Linked DNA regions of Mus musculus: regions 1 and 2 are each linked to region 3. Evidence: chromatin contacts called from public HiChIP or PLAC-seq and promoter capture Hi-C data. All regions are on one chromosome and are shown on one strand. The core of a region is the stretch at or near the end of the contact, and the rest is flanking DNA. Distances in the headings are between cores, read along the strand shown.

Region 1 (4,125 bases), core at 1,589-4,088, 2.9 Mb before region 3:
AACCTCTCCTTGGTACAGTGGTCTGTACTGCCCTTCTGGCTGCAAGTCCTGCCTGGCTGATGTCACTGCTTGTCTTCTTTTTCTTCATCCCAGTGATAAAGCTAGAAACTTCTTTGAGCAGGCTTTTATACTGACTTCTTGTATGTGAGCTGTTCTGTTCCTGGTCCTTCCTTACTGGTTCTTTAAGGGCTTCCTTCAGCAGGGCTTCTAGGACTCTCGGTGTGAGAGTGGCCTCTTATCCTGTGCCACTCTGCCTCATCCCTGGCTCTCGAGCTTCACACTCATTGGCACGGCTGGAATTCACCTTGCTTGTGTTTGCTCACTGTTCCCTACAGCCTCCACATCCACTCATCATGGACTCCAAGAAGATCGGCATCAAGTTGACATGGTAGCGGCCCAAAGTAGCACTTGAGATCTTGGGAAGTGAATGGGTTTACCTTATGTAGCCCCCCAACATATGGAAAATATGTAGCACTTAGTAGTAGCTCAATTAATACAATTGTAAAAATGATAACTCATATTTAATAAGCCATAATTGTTGGCATAATGTCAAGCCTTTTTTTACATGTTATGGCACCTAGTTTTCACCATGACCTTATGATATGAATACCATTATTATCTTAGTATTATGGGTGACATGCTGAAACTTAATTCAGAGTCACCTTAGGGTACATGCTGAAAGCATATATATATATATATATACACATATATATATATACATATATATATGTGTGTGTGTGTGTGTGTGTGTGTGTATATATATATATATATATATATATATATATATATATATCCCAGTCAGCTGTCAGCTGGAGGCTTTCTCTTTGGCCAGATGCTTACTTTTGATATAGTTTGCATTGTGTTTTATACAGCTCTGTTTAGGATAAACTTCAAAGCCGTAATTTTCTGATGGCTTCAGGTGGCAGGTGATTAATGTGCACTCACTAACTTAATTCTTACAACAGTCCTAACTGGGTGTAATTATTCTCACTTCCCACATGAGCAAGCAACAGCAAATTAGGATGATGGTTTACAAACTGATGATTAAATAGTTCTATCAGCTTAGAAAACTGCATCATAGACAGTAGGCTAGGGACATGTCTACATACAGGACTCTAGGAGTCCTAAGAAGTGAATGGCTGTTAGTCTCACTAAAAACTTAATACTTTAATGACTATGAAACTATCTACTTATTTCATTAATTATTGAATAAATCATATATTTCTTTGTAAAATATATTAACTAGCTAGATTTAGTGTAAATCAAATGCTTTGTCATTTTGTTTTAAAATTTTGTTCTGATTTATCTCAAAGACTTTTTGTTATCATAATTGGAACATGTCTTAGTAACTTTATATGTTTTTTTTCTGATTATGTTATATATACCCATATATATGAATATATGTGTGTATATGTACATATGAATATGTATATGTACATATGAATATACATACATATATACATAAATTTCCCCCACCTCCTGGGTTAGAAGGAAGTACATTTCTTCCCTCTAAAAACATGAATACATAAGCATTGGTTTTATTTTTACAAGCCCAGTGTTACTATCTGGCAGCCAGTGAATGACTGCCTGGGAGGAATGTCCCCAGTACAGCAGAGCTAGACAGTGACTGATCCACATGATACTATGAAGTCATCTCCATCATGAAGACCTGACAGAAAGAAAATGCCTACAGCCTCTGTAATTTGAAAAGAAAATGAATATGAGATATAATACCTGATGCTCTCTTGACTGTCCAAAGGTGGGCAAGGAGACTCCCTAGCAGGAGCCTGGCTCCCACTAAAACGTACCAGACAGGATGAGGATTCCCGTAGCTGCAACCAGAATTGGTGGGGTCTGAAGCCTTGAGAAGCACTTCATCAAAATCTGTTCTTATTCCACGCACGGTAGTAATGGAACAGGAAATGGGAAACCCCTAGCAAATTGTGCATCTCTAGTGTCACAGATGCAAGGGACTATTTGTGAATTGCACTTTGTAATGGTCCTATAAAACATTCTTCATCAAAAATTTCTTTTGACATCAACCTGAAGAGTCTTGTATAGAGAAGACCATAATTTTCTGAGTCTTAGTATAAGAACAAGGAGATCTACATGTGCATCATCTTTGTGTGGCACTGGGTGAAATAAAGGCACATGATGAGTCTGAGAACACTTAAAATGTAGTCAGATATTTTTCATTATACTTACACATAGATTCTAATATATAGGTAATGTGATGTCTAGGTGCCTCCATAGAAACACAAAAAAACTGTACCCTTCTCAATTTGAATTCTAAATAATATGGCCTCAGGTCCACAATAGATTCAATACAAAAAAATTGTTCTCAAAGTCAAATAAGAAAAAAAGTGTTAGGTGAAGAGAAATGTTTAAATAAAAATACACAAAAAGAACATTGAAAGGTGTGTCCCCGGGACACCCACGGTCCCTGGGAAGCCATACAGCTACCTTTCTTTTCTATTTTTTAAGTTTTGTGTTTTTTGTTTTGTTTTGTTTTGGGGGGGGGGGGTTGGTTTCGGCTTGTCAAATACAAATTCCTTTGCCAGGAAGGGGAAGTTCTCATCTCCTTGGAAGACATTTTTAAAATCCAATTCCAAAAAGCAAAGCGATTTTTGAGAATTGTTGGTTATGTTACATCAACAGTTCGGTGCCTAGGGTTAATTTGTGGAGCAAGCGGGAAGCTGGAGGGCGCCCTGGCGGCAAAGCCGGGTCGTCTTCCCGCAGCCCGGCAGCAGGGGGCCCCCCCGCTTCCCGCTCCCGGCTCCAGGATCCCCGCTCCCGGAGCCTCTAGGACGCTCCCCGCCCAAGGTCAAACTCCGCAGCCGCGTGCGTGCGGGCCGCGGCCGGGTGGCCGGCTGGCCCGCCAGCTCTGGGAAGCGGAGCCCCGCTGTGCGGGCGGGTGACCAGGTCGGTGCTCACAATGGGGCTGGGGAGTAGGGGCGCCGGCCCGCGAGGCTGCGCAGCGCCGGGGCGAGCTGGAGAGCGCGCAGCTGCTGCAGAGCGGGTCGGACGCAGAAGCGGAGAGCAGCCGGAGGGCGCCCCGCCCCAAGCAAGGTGCGGGGGCCCTCGAACACCGAGGCCTCCGCCTGTCACCTCTGCCTGTCACCTCCGTCCGCCACCTCCACGGTCTCCTCCCCTTGCTCAGGTCCACTCGGTCCCTCCCCTGGGCCGCCCAGAGCACCAAGTTGGCGGGAGCCTATAAAAGCCGGACGGTGCGACCCGCGACACACACTGCAGGACCGCTAGACGGACGACAACTTCTGCTCTGCCCCAATCACCGGCGTGACCATGTCCCACCACTGGGGATACAGCAAGCACAACGGTGAGTGGGGAGGCCGCGCGCTCCGGGCCGCGCGCTCCGGGTCTCGGCTCAGGCACCTGCCTCGCTCCGCAGATCCCGGAGCGCAGCTTGGATGCCGGGTCTCCGCTCTGGTACGTCCCTGGCGCCCGACTCAGAGCGCTCTCTAGGATCTGATCTCAAACTTGCTTGGCCGCGCACAGGGGTTGGGAGGGATAACCCAACGCAACACCCGACGACAATACCTATCGGGACCACAGCCGGTCACCCAAGGCTAACCTAGGCAGAATCGAGCAAGGGTTGTAACTAACATTTTACTTGTGTGTAGCAGAAAGGTTAAGGGGAAACACTTGTCCCCTTCACGTCTGTATCTGCTGCACTGTGGCTAAGATTCCCAGCGCACTTTGTTGTGGCATCTTCTGGAGCCCGTTTGGGTCTAATTGCGAGTTTTCCATGCATCTTTCAACTTCTAGTGTTAGAAGGTCAATCGCAGATACCTAGACGTCTTCCAGATCAAAGGCCTTGGTATATGACGCCATCTGAGGGGAAAAGAAGGTGCACTGGCTTGTGGTTGTGTGAACTTCCCAGCAAAGATAGTTCTAAAGGAGGGGCCTGAGCCTGAGTTTTGGTCTATACGGTCTTTACTGTCACCTAGTGTGGCAGCACGAGGTTCTCAGACCTGTTATAATGCCTTAGAATCTATGTTCCAAACTCAGTCACAAGAGGGCTTATATCCCCAGTCAGACCACTCTGTTTTCAGTAGTTCTGTCTAGTATTAGTCACCGAATTTGAGTGAAAAGATCTCAAAATTG
Region 2 (3,751 bases), core at 395-2,894, 2.9 Mb before region 3:
AGTCATGTGGCTGTAACTTTAAAGCACCTCTATTAATCTCACATACAGCAGCAGCCATCCCGGTGAGCTAGAAACCCAGGCATGCATACACCCTTAGAGCTAACGGTATTTGTTTCTCTGTGTTTGCTTGGATCTTCCAAACTAACTGAGAGTTCCTGATTCCACAGTGCTATTGTGTGGATCAAGTGATCCCTGGTCACAAAAATACCCTAGAGACTGACTCCCCTGGCGTCCAGGTTCTGAGTGTGGTCAGCCATTCCACATACCTAGCTGATGAGCTCTCGTTGCCATGATGAGAGATTTCCTTCTCAGGTTTTGTTACCCACGAGGAAAAGCAAAATGAAAACGTCATTTTTATAAAAGTAAAAGTTATAAGAAAATGCTTGCAGAGATCTTGTTCAAGACATTTCCAAGATACGGTGTATCTTTCTGGTCTCAAGATATTCTTGCCCAAACAAGATTTTTTTTTTCATAATAGATACATAGAATTGCAAACATCTATTATACCGGCTTCTTTCATGTGAGCCATAACCAGATATTTCTAATTATACCTTTGTCATGCACAAGTGGGATATGCCAGTTTTAGTCTCTGTTTATGTGGTTTATTGCATTACAAAACACATTAAAACTGAGAGAAAAGACACGAGCTCCCCCCCCCCGCCCCGCCCCGCGCAGCCGGCTCCCAAACCGATTTCATAGACCTTTTCCTTTTTTTCCTTGTCTCTAATTATGTCTTAGAAAGTGAAAATTTTATGTAGTGTACTCATTTTTGACTGTACCCTTTCAACTTCGGGTATCCTTGGTGCCCTGAGATGAACAGAGCAAAGCTCTGTGGCTCTGTCCCAGACTGCTGCTGACTGAGGCTAGGGTGCAGAGTCCCTCCCTGGCCAGGGATCCAGTGCTGTGCTCCTGAGTCGTACTAGACAAACTAAGCTAGACTGGTGTGACGCCTAAGCAGTCTACCTTACAGACTCATCCCTTAAGGATACCGGGACTGGAAAGCGGGCACTCCCAGACTCCTCCTCATCTCTATTCCCAGAATTTTACAGGTTTTCCGTAGGAGAATCACGCACTAGTCAGAGGATCAGAGGAGTTCTTTCCGTCCTAACCGGATTCCTGCAGGGAAAGGAACCCCAGCATCCGGAGACTGCAGCGGGTCCTCCATTCTGAGTTAAAAGTCTTCTGAGAGAGGCTGCAAGAGCCGCGGGTGCAACTTTTAGTTGCTAAGTAACACCAGACTGCAGCATGAGCCGGCTGCTCCTCCAGACCCCCAAGTGCAGGAAAACTGGAGGGAACCAGCCAAAGCGGGAGATCTTAGAAAGCTCAGCTGCTTGGTAGCCTGCAAAGTGAACAAAGGAAGGAGCCAGGGCTCTTGCAGAGCCAAGAAAGGGGGGGCTCTGTCCCCCTCCGTTCCCCCTCCGCGCCTCCTCCCTGCCCCCTCCTGCTACCCTCTCACCCGGACAGCTGTCCAGCTCTTGTAATTCATTGGCTTCTCCCGCCCCCGGCCTTCTGAGTACCACCCCAATCCAGTTTAGCCCCCTGCCTCACCGCTGACCTAATAAGGTCATGCACACTGCAGGAGATCTATATAAAAGAGCGAACTCTTGGAGACCTTGCCGGACAACAGGAGCAAGAAAGAGCAGGAGCTGTCCAGCGCTGAGAAACACGAAAGGTGACCATGGCTAAGGAGTGGGGCTACGCCAGCCACAATGGTGAGTGGGGCCAGGACACAACAGGGTGTATCTGCATTGCACAGGTGTGCAGGGAGGAATCCTTAAGAACTAGCATATAGTGAAAACTTTCTGGTGTTCCATGCTGCTGGTCTTTAACACGACTCACTGTTTTCCTTTCCACGGAGGAACCTGAAGCTCAGAGACATACTCACTATAACTAGCTTAAGGTCCGATGATGTGTCTGAGAAGTCACTCAGCCAGAAGTCAGGTCCAGTTGAATTTTTTCTGTGAAACTGAGAAGTGAGCCTCTTTGAGCTTGGGGTCCGGTAACAATATTTGCTTTGACCAAGTCAGCCTTGGGAAAAAGAAGAAAATATCCCTTCCAAGCTGCAAAGTACTCCAAAAAATATATGATCGATCTGTGGTTCATTTCAAAGATAAGCTTTTCTGGCTACATGGTTCTCAAGCCAGGGGAGGGAATGTGGAGATTGGAACGCTCTTTGAGCATAGGTAAGCAAGCTTCTAAATAGGTTTGAAATCAAAGTGCTGTGTTGCTCAATCTGAACCAGAGACCTTTCTGCAGTCACTCTTTGGCTTCTGTACACTTTGCTGGCACAGTTCACTAAATAGAGGCCTTGAGCTGTACTATTAAATGAATAAATTCTCTTCCATTTACTTCCTAGGTCCTGATCACTGGCATGAACTTTATCCAATTGCCAAAGGGGACAACCAGTCACCCATTGAACTGCATACTAAAGACATCAAGCATGACCCCTCTCTGCAGCCCTGGTCAGCATCTTATGACCCTGGCTCTGCTAAGACCATCCTGAACAATGGGAAGACCTGCAGAGTTGTGTTTGATGATACTTATGACAGGTCTAGTAAGTATAGCCCTTCGGCAGGGTCACGTGAGTGTGTTCAGTATCTAATGGCAAGACGCAATTTGTGACACGGTAACAGAATTATGGGAAGCGGGAGAAGTTTATCCCTGAAATGGAGATGACTTTAGACTTGGCTTTAGTTGTGGAGAACTATATTCACACAATGAAGAGGAATGTCACACCCTCTCGTTGCTGCAAAATGGCCATATGCCCAAGCTAAAAGTTAGCAAAACACTCCAGAGACAGAGTGTGGATCCCCAGGGGAGGACAGAGAGTCCACATGGGCTTTCTGACCACCGAGAGACAACGTTTTTATGGTTCCTGGTGATATGGAGAACAGATTCAACCATGATGAAAGAAATAAAATGGGTCCTCTCTTTCCTCGCGGATGGAAGGAGGCTAATTAATGTGAAAAGGCAGGGTCACTGTGTGAGTTAAAGAGGCCTGGTTTCAGGAAGTATCTTTGTGGTGAGTGTTTCTGATGTATATGACCACTTTTTCTTGGATCAATGTTAGTGTGGAATTGAAGCATTCATGGGAGGTTTTATTTTTTTAACCTACATTAGTAACTGATCTGTGAAATAAAATAAGATGAATTTGAAATACTTTGAATATTTGAATACTAATTTCAGGTAATTTGAAATTTCAGAAAGGCTTGGTGGCTCATACCTGCAATCCCAATACTCAAGAGGCAGGGGTAAGAGGACTGCCATAAATATGCAGCGACCTTTGAGTTTCTAATGTGTTCCAAGCCAGCTTGGGCTATAGAGTGAAACTCTGTCTCCAAAAAAAAAAAAAAAAAAAAAAAAAAAACAAGCATTACTTTGTTGCAAATAAATCTAAGTGAGAATTAGTCTTTAGTAAGTAAGAATGCAATTTTCTAGAACCACATTCTTCATTAAACTAAAAATATCCTTTGTTGATTAAACAAGAATGGCCATTCTGGTGATGTCATAAGAAATAATGATAGAGTGACAGACAACTCCTCCCTTCCAAGGTAAGAGGAGAGCAAAAACTTACTACTTCCTGAGCTATCGTTACATGTTACCCTTTCCCAGTTTTTCTTTGACTTAAAAGCTGAAGTATCATTTAGAACAAAAACCAAAAAACAAAAATAAAAGTATAACAAGAAAAATAACAAAATAAAAGTATCACTCACCAAGCCGAAACACATGAAATAGCATTTTTAAAAGAAAA
Region 3 (3,942 bases), core at 1,084-3,583:
AAAGGCTCCTTTGGAAGGACTTTGCAGGATCCAACTCTGTGTTTTCCATCCCCTGAGCTGCCTGGAGGCCATGGCTGTATCTGTCTGTCCATCTTTCTTGGGTAGACGGGGAGTGAAATCCGGGAGCAAATGTTCCGGCAGTAGCCTCAGATTCTTGAGTTTTCCTTGGCAGGTGTTTCTTAGGATAGCGAAGTATGCAGGAGAGGCCCATACCTAGGAAACGTGAGGTCAGCTTTCATACAGTCCTAAGGCCTTCCTAGAGCTCCGGGGCAAAGCTAGTATTGCCAGAACTGGAGAAGAAGAGGCTGGGTCAAGTACCTGTACTGGGTGGTCTGAAGTCGCCACCCCACTGAGCCATCTCTGCTAGCTAACCAAAGCTAAGCACTGCAACTTCCCCGTAGTGGGCGGGATGCACTGAACACTCTGACCTGGCCCCTCCACGGGCCAGGCAAGTCCTTGAGGATCTTTAGCAATCACACATCCCAGGTCAATAAACTGAAAACGGATAGAATGAACATGATCAGTGAAAAGATACAGGGAAGGAAAATGATGTACCTAGTGCCTCCCCAAGTCAAAGTCCTCTGCCCCGATAAAAAACACCGACCTTTAGACCTGCTTTCTGTCTGGACTCCAGGCACAGAAATGATATTTTGTCAAGTAATTCCAGCCCCCACTCAGCACTTTACAAACATGTTTTACAAACACACAAGAACGTATCTTTTCTTTAGAATGTTTTATTTCATATTTTGTTTTACGTTTCCAAGTATCTTCGTAGGAACGCTTGTTGGATATTTCAAGCAGACAGAGGTACAGCTCAGTTATAGCCCAGTTCACTTAGCTCTGTGCTCAGGGTGAAACATGGCCTAATTCAAACGCCCAGGGTGACTTAGAGTATCAGAGTGAACATTTACAGTCAGGAAGTGGTGACATGTTTTGTTCCCATTGGGTAGTACTGAAGTTGCACCTCTCCAGTGTTCCAGTGTGGGGGGTTCTTGACTAGAGTTAGAATGAGAAATGGGGGTAGGAGCTGACAGTAGACTTAGCAGCAAATTACTGACAATTCAAAGTTTTTTGTGGTAAGGGATTCTACAATTTCCCAGAAGATGGGAGCACTAGGAAGGAGAAAAACACTCCTAAGTATCTTCCTAGCAGTGGCCTTGGGGGAGGGGGGGGTGGCAGGTGAGTGAGAGAGGAAGGTGGCCTTGCCACCCCACCACCTTCATTGAGGTAGAGCAATGGCTTGGTCTGGATTCTTTCTGAAAGAGAAACTGCAGGAATGCAGAGTTGCTTTTTGCGCCCCAACCTACTTAAAGGAGTGGGAGCCAAACCCCTGCTCCCAACAACAAGCAGCATTTTCCTTATCAGAAGCCCTCTGGGACTCAGCAAGCTTGATAGGCTCTGGCTCTGATGTCCCATAAGGCCCACTCTGTGGCTGGAAGAAACATGATCAAAACCCATGGAACTCAGACTTCACTGACCACAGAGTCCTGCCTGGAAAAGTTGAAAACATTCTCCCGAGCAAGGCCTATTTGTAGAACTCCTCAACCTAGTGTCTGTATAGCAAATTCTGATCCTATTTCATATTAAGAACATACTTACGTTTTTATTTAGTCCAGCAGATTTTCCCAAATGACTTAATTTCTTCCTGAGGCAATTTTAAAAATTCAGAATATTATTGTTTTTTAAAAGGAAAGAAATAGAAAGGCTCTCATTTAGAGCACTGAGGGATGTTATCAGTGTGACCTTGACGTGTAAATGGAGAAGGCATGCTAGGTTTGAGTCCGAACTCTTGTCTTCTTGCGTATCTGAGATGTTCTCGGTCTGGCTAAGAACAGGGACATGAGGAGAGATTTGTTTTTAAAGGTTACCATTAGCGGTTCACTAGCTGAGGTTAGGAATTTTGTATTTTTATATTTCGTGAAATTCATGATTTAATTATACTCCTCAAACAAATTAAGGGCAGGCCTTCTACACAAATTGGAGGCAGCTAAATGCTCTTTTGTGCCTGCAGCTCTCGGATTGTTAAAGAGGCTGCTGATGCATGAGAAGAAGTGCCTGATTTAACTCATTGGGATGCAGGAAGCGACCTGCCCTCTTTTGAAAAAAAAGTGAGAGAGAGAGAGAGAGAGAGAGAGAGAGAGAGAGAGAGAGAACACTAGCTTTAGAAGAGCAAGAGGGTGAGTGACAGAGAGAGGAGAGGAGAGGAGAGGAGAGGAGAGGAGAGGAGAGGAGAGGAGAGGAGAGGAGAGGAGAGGAGAGGAGAGGAGAGGAGAGGAGAGGAGAGGAGAAATACAGGGGCAGGGGGTGTGTGCCAAACTCCTTCTTTGCTGAGTAGAAAGCTTCTGAATTTCAAGCAGAAAGTGGAAGGAGCTCCACAGAGCAATATCTTGGGCTGCGTGTGCAGAGCGTAGACAATGAAAATCTCCGCCCCCTCCCCCATGCTCTCAAGTCTTCAAGATTTTTTTCTTTCCTTCACAACGATGGAAGCTATGTAAAAATCAAATACACAGAGATGTATATACTTTTTTTTTTTTAAAGCACAGACTAACAAACCGAAGGACCTGACCATGGATTATTCAAGGACTCACCTGCTGTAAGTACTGTCTGTCTTTTCCTGGGTTTTTAAGCTCTGCTTCGCGCGGTGAACTGAGTGTTCCTATTGTGAGCAGAGTTGCTGCCTGTGTCTGTATGTTTTTATTTGTAGGGGCTTCCTGCATTGTTTTTGTTTTGTTTTGTTTTTCTGTACCTAAGCTGCAGCATTTTACCTAGGCTAGTAATAGAGTCCTGTTATTATGCTGTGGATTGTAGCAGTGGGCTGGGGGCAGGGGAGGCGCACAGATCAGGGTTTCCCGCGCTTTGAGCATCCTTAAGAGTTGCTGCCAGCTTAACATCCTCGCTGAAAGATTGGTTCCTGTCGCTCAAAGGGTAGGACTACGGAGCTACCGGACGAGCTCTGGGGACAGGATGGAGTCAAAAGGAGAGATCTTAGACTGGGAGATGATGGGCCTCCATCCCCACAACAACACACCTAGTTTAGAGCCCTCTGCTGCCCACCGCTAACACCCGTTGTCTTGGGAGGATTAACACGGCCCTGAGCGCTGCTTCTGGAACCGAGCCTTTCCTGCGTTTTTGTTTTGTTTTGTTTTGTTTTTAACTTAAACCTTAAAGCTGGGATCTTCTAGACATCAGGGCTAAGTGAGGATGCCTCTGTGTGTGTGTGTGTGTGTGTGTGTGTGTGTGTGTGTGTGTGTGTGTGTGTGTGTGTGTGACCAAACAATATAAATTGCCATTCGCGGAAGATATTTTCTAGCCTCTTGAAAATATGCAAGAATTCTGCGGCCCATGCTTCCTTTGTGTAGCAGGCAGCGCCAAGCGCTTTGTGCTTCGCAAGTAGAAAATGGCGAGTCCTATTGTGTTTAGGCCATTTTCTTCCGGTACAAGGATTTCCCAAGTTTTCAATACTTTGAGGGGCAGGAGCAAGAATCAGCCCTCTTATACCCAGAAAAGCAAAAGCGGAAGCGGCTATGGCTGGGCCCCTTGGCCCGGTGGGTATGGACCTTGCTTTGAAACCAAGGGTCTGTTTCCCTGCTGTCCAGATATTTGAATAGAAACAATTTGTACTGGTCGGTGCCCTTTAAAGATTTGTAGTTCTAGAGGGCATTAGATCATAAGTGTGTGGTTATACACATACATGAAAATAATACCTCTCCTCTGATAACCTGCAGAAAATGAAAACAAAACAAAACAAAACAAAAAACCACCAATCATTTGGGGGTGGGGTAGTGTATTGTGTTTTTTCCTTTCTCCAGTCATCCCTGGGAGAATCACAGGACAAGATTATTTTTACTCTACTGTGTCAGTCTTTAGATTTTTTTAAACCTAAGATGAAATGCTATTGGTATTGGGGCAAAGAACTACTGAGTAAGAAGCCTTAGTCACTTC

The links. Promoter capture Hi-C pulls out the DNA fragments that hold promoters and counts their contacts. HiChIP or PLAC-seq counts read pairs in DNA pulled down with a chosen protein or histone mark.
Region 1: a contact with region 3 is called in an H3K4me3 HiChIP or PLAC-seq map of stem cell-derived neural progenitor cells, with 11 times the contacts expected there. The contact joins the promoter of Car2 here to the promoter of Mir124-2hg in region 3. A contact is called at or near these places in 1 of 484 Hi-C or Micro-C datasets (rod photoreceptor) and 3 of 115 datasets of contacts at active chromatin or transcription factors (astrocytes, embryonic stem cells and stem cell-derived neural progenitor cells).
Region 2: a contact with region 3 is called in a promoter capture Hi-C map of embryonic stem cells, with 8 times the contacts expected there. The contact joins the promoter of Car3 here to the promoter of Mir124-2hg in region 3.

Annotation. Positions count from the first base shown.
Region 1 is chr3:14,883,450-14,887,574 of GRCm38.p6, forward strand. It overlaps Car2 (carbonic anhydrase 2), which reads left to right and starts at 2,839. Exons shown (of 7, transcript NM_009801.5): 1 at 2,839-3,337. The coding sequence starts at 3,304.
Region 2 is chr3:14,861,894-14,865,644 of GRCm38.p6, forward strand. It overlaps Car3 (carbonic anhydrase 3), which reads left to right and starts at 1,645. Exons shown (of 7, transcript NM_007606.3): 1 at 1,645-1,712; 2 at 2,357-2,554. The coding sequence starts at 1,679. It overlaps Gm41999 (predicted gene, 41999), which reads right to left and starts at 2,172. Exons shown (of 4, transcript NR_168331.1): 1 at 1,886-2,172.
Region 3 is chr3:17,787,588-17,791,529 of GRCm38.p6, forward strand. Mir124-2hg (Mir124-2 host gene (non-protein coding)) reads left to right here and starts at 2,334. Exons shown (of 3, transcript NR_033490.1): 1 at 2,334-2,593.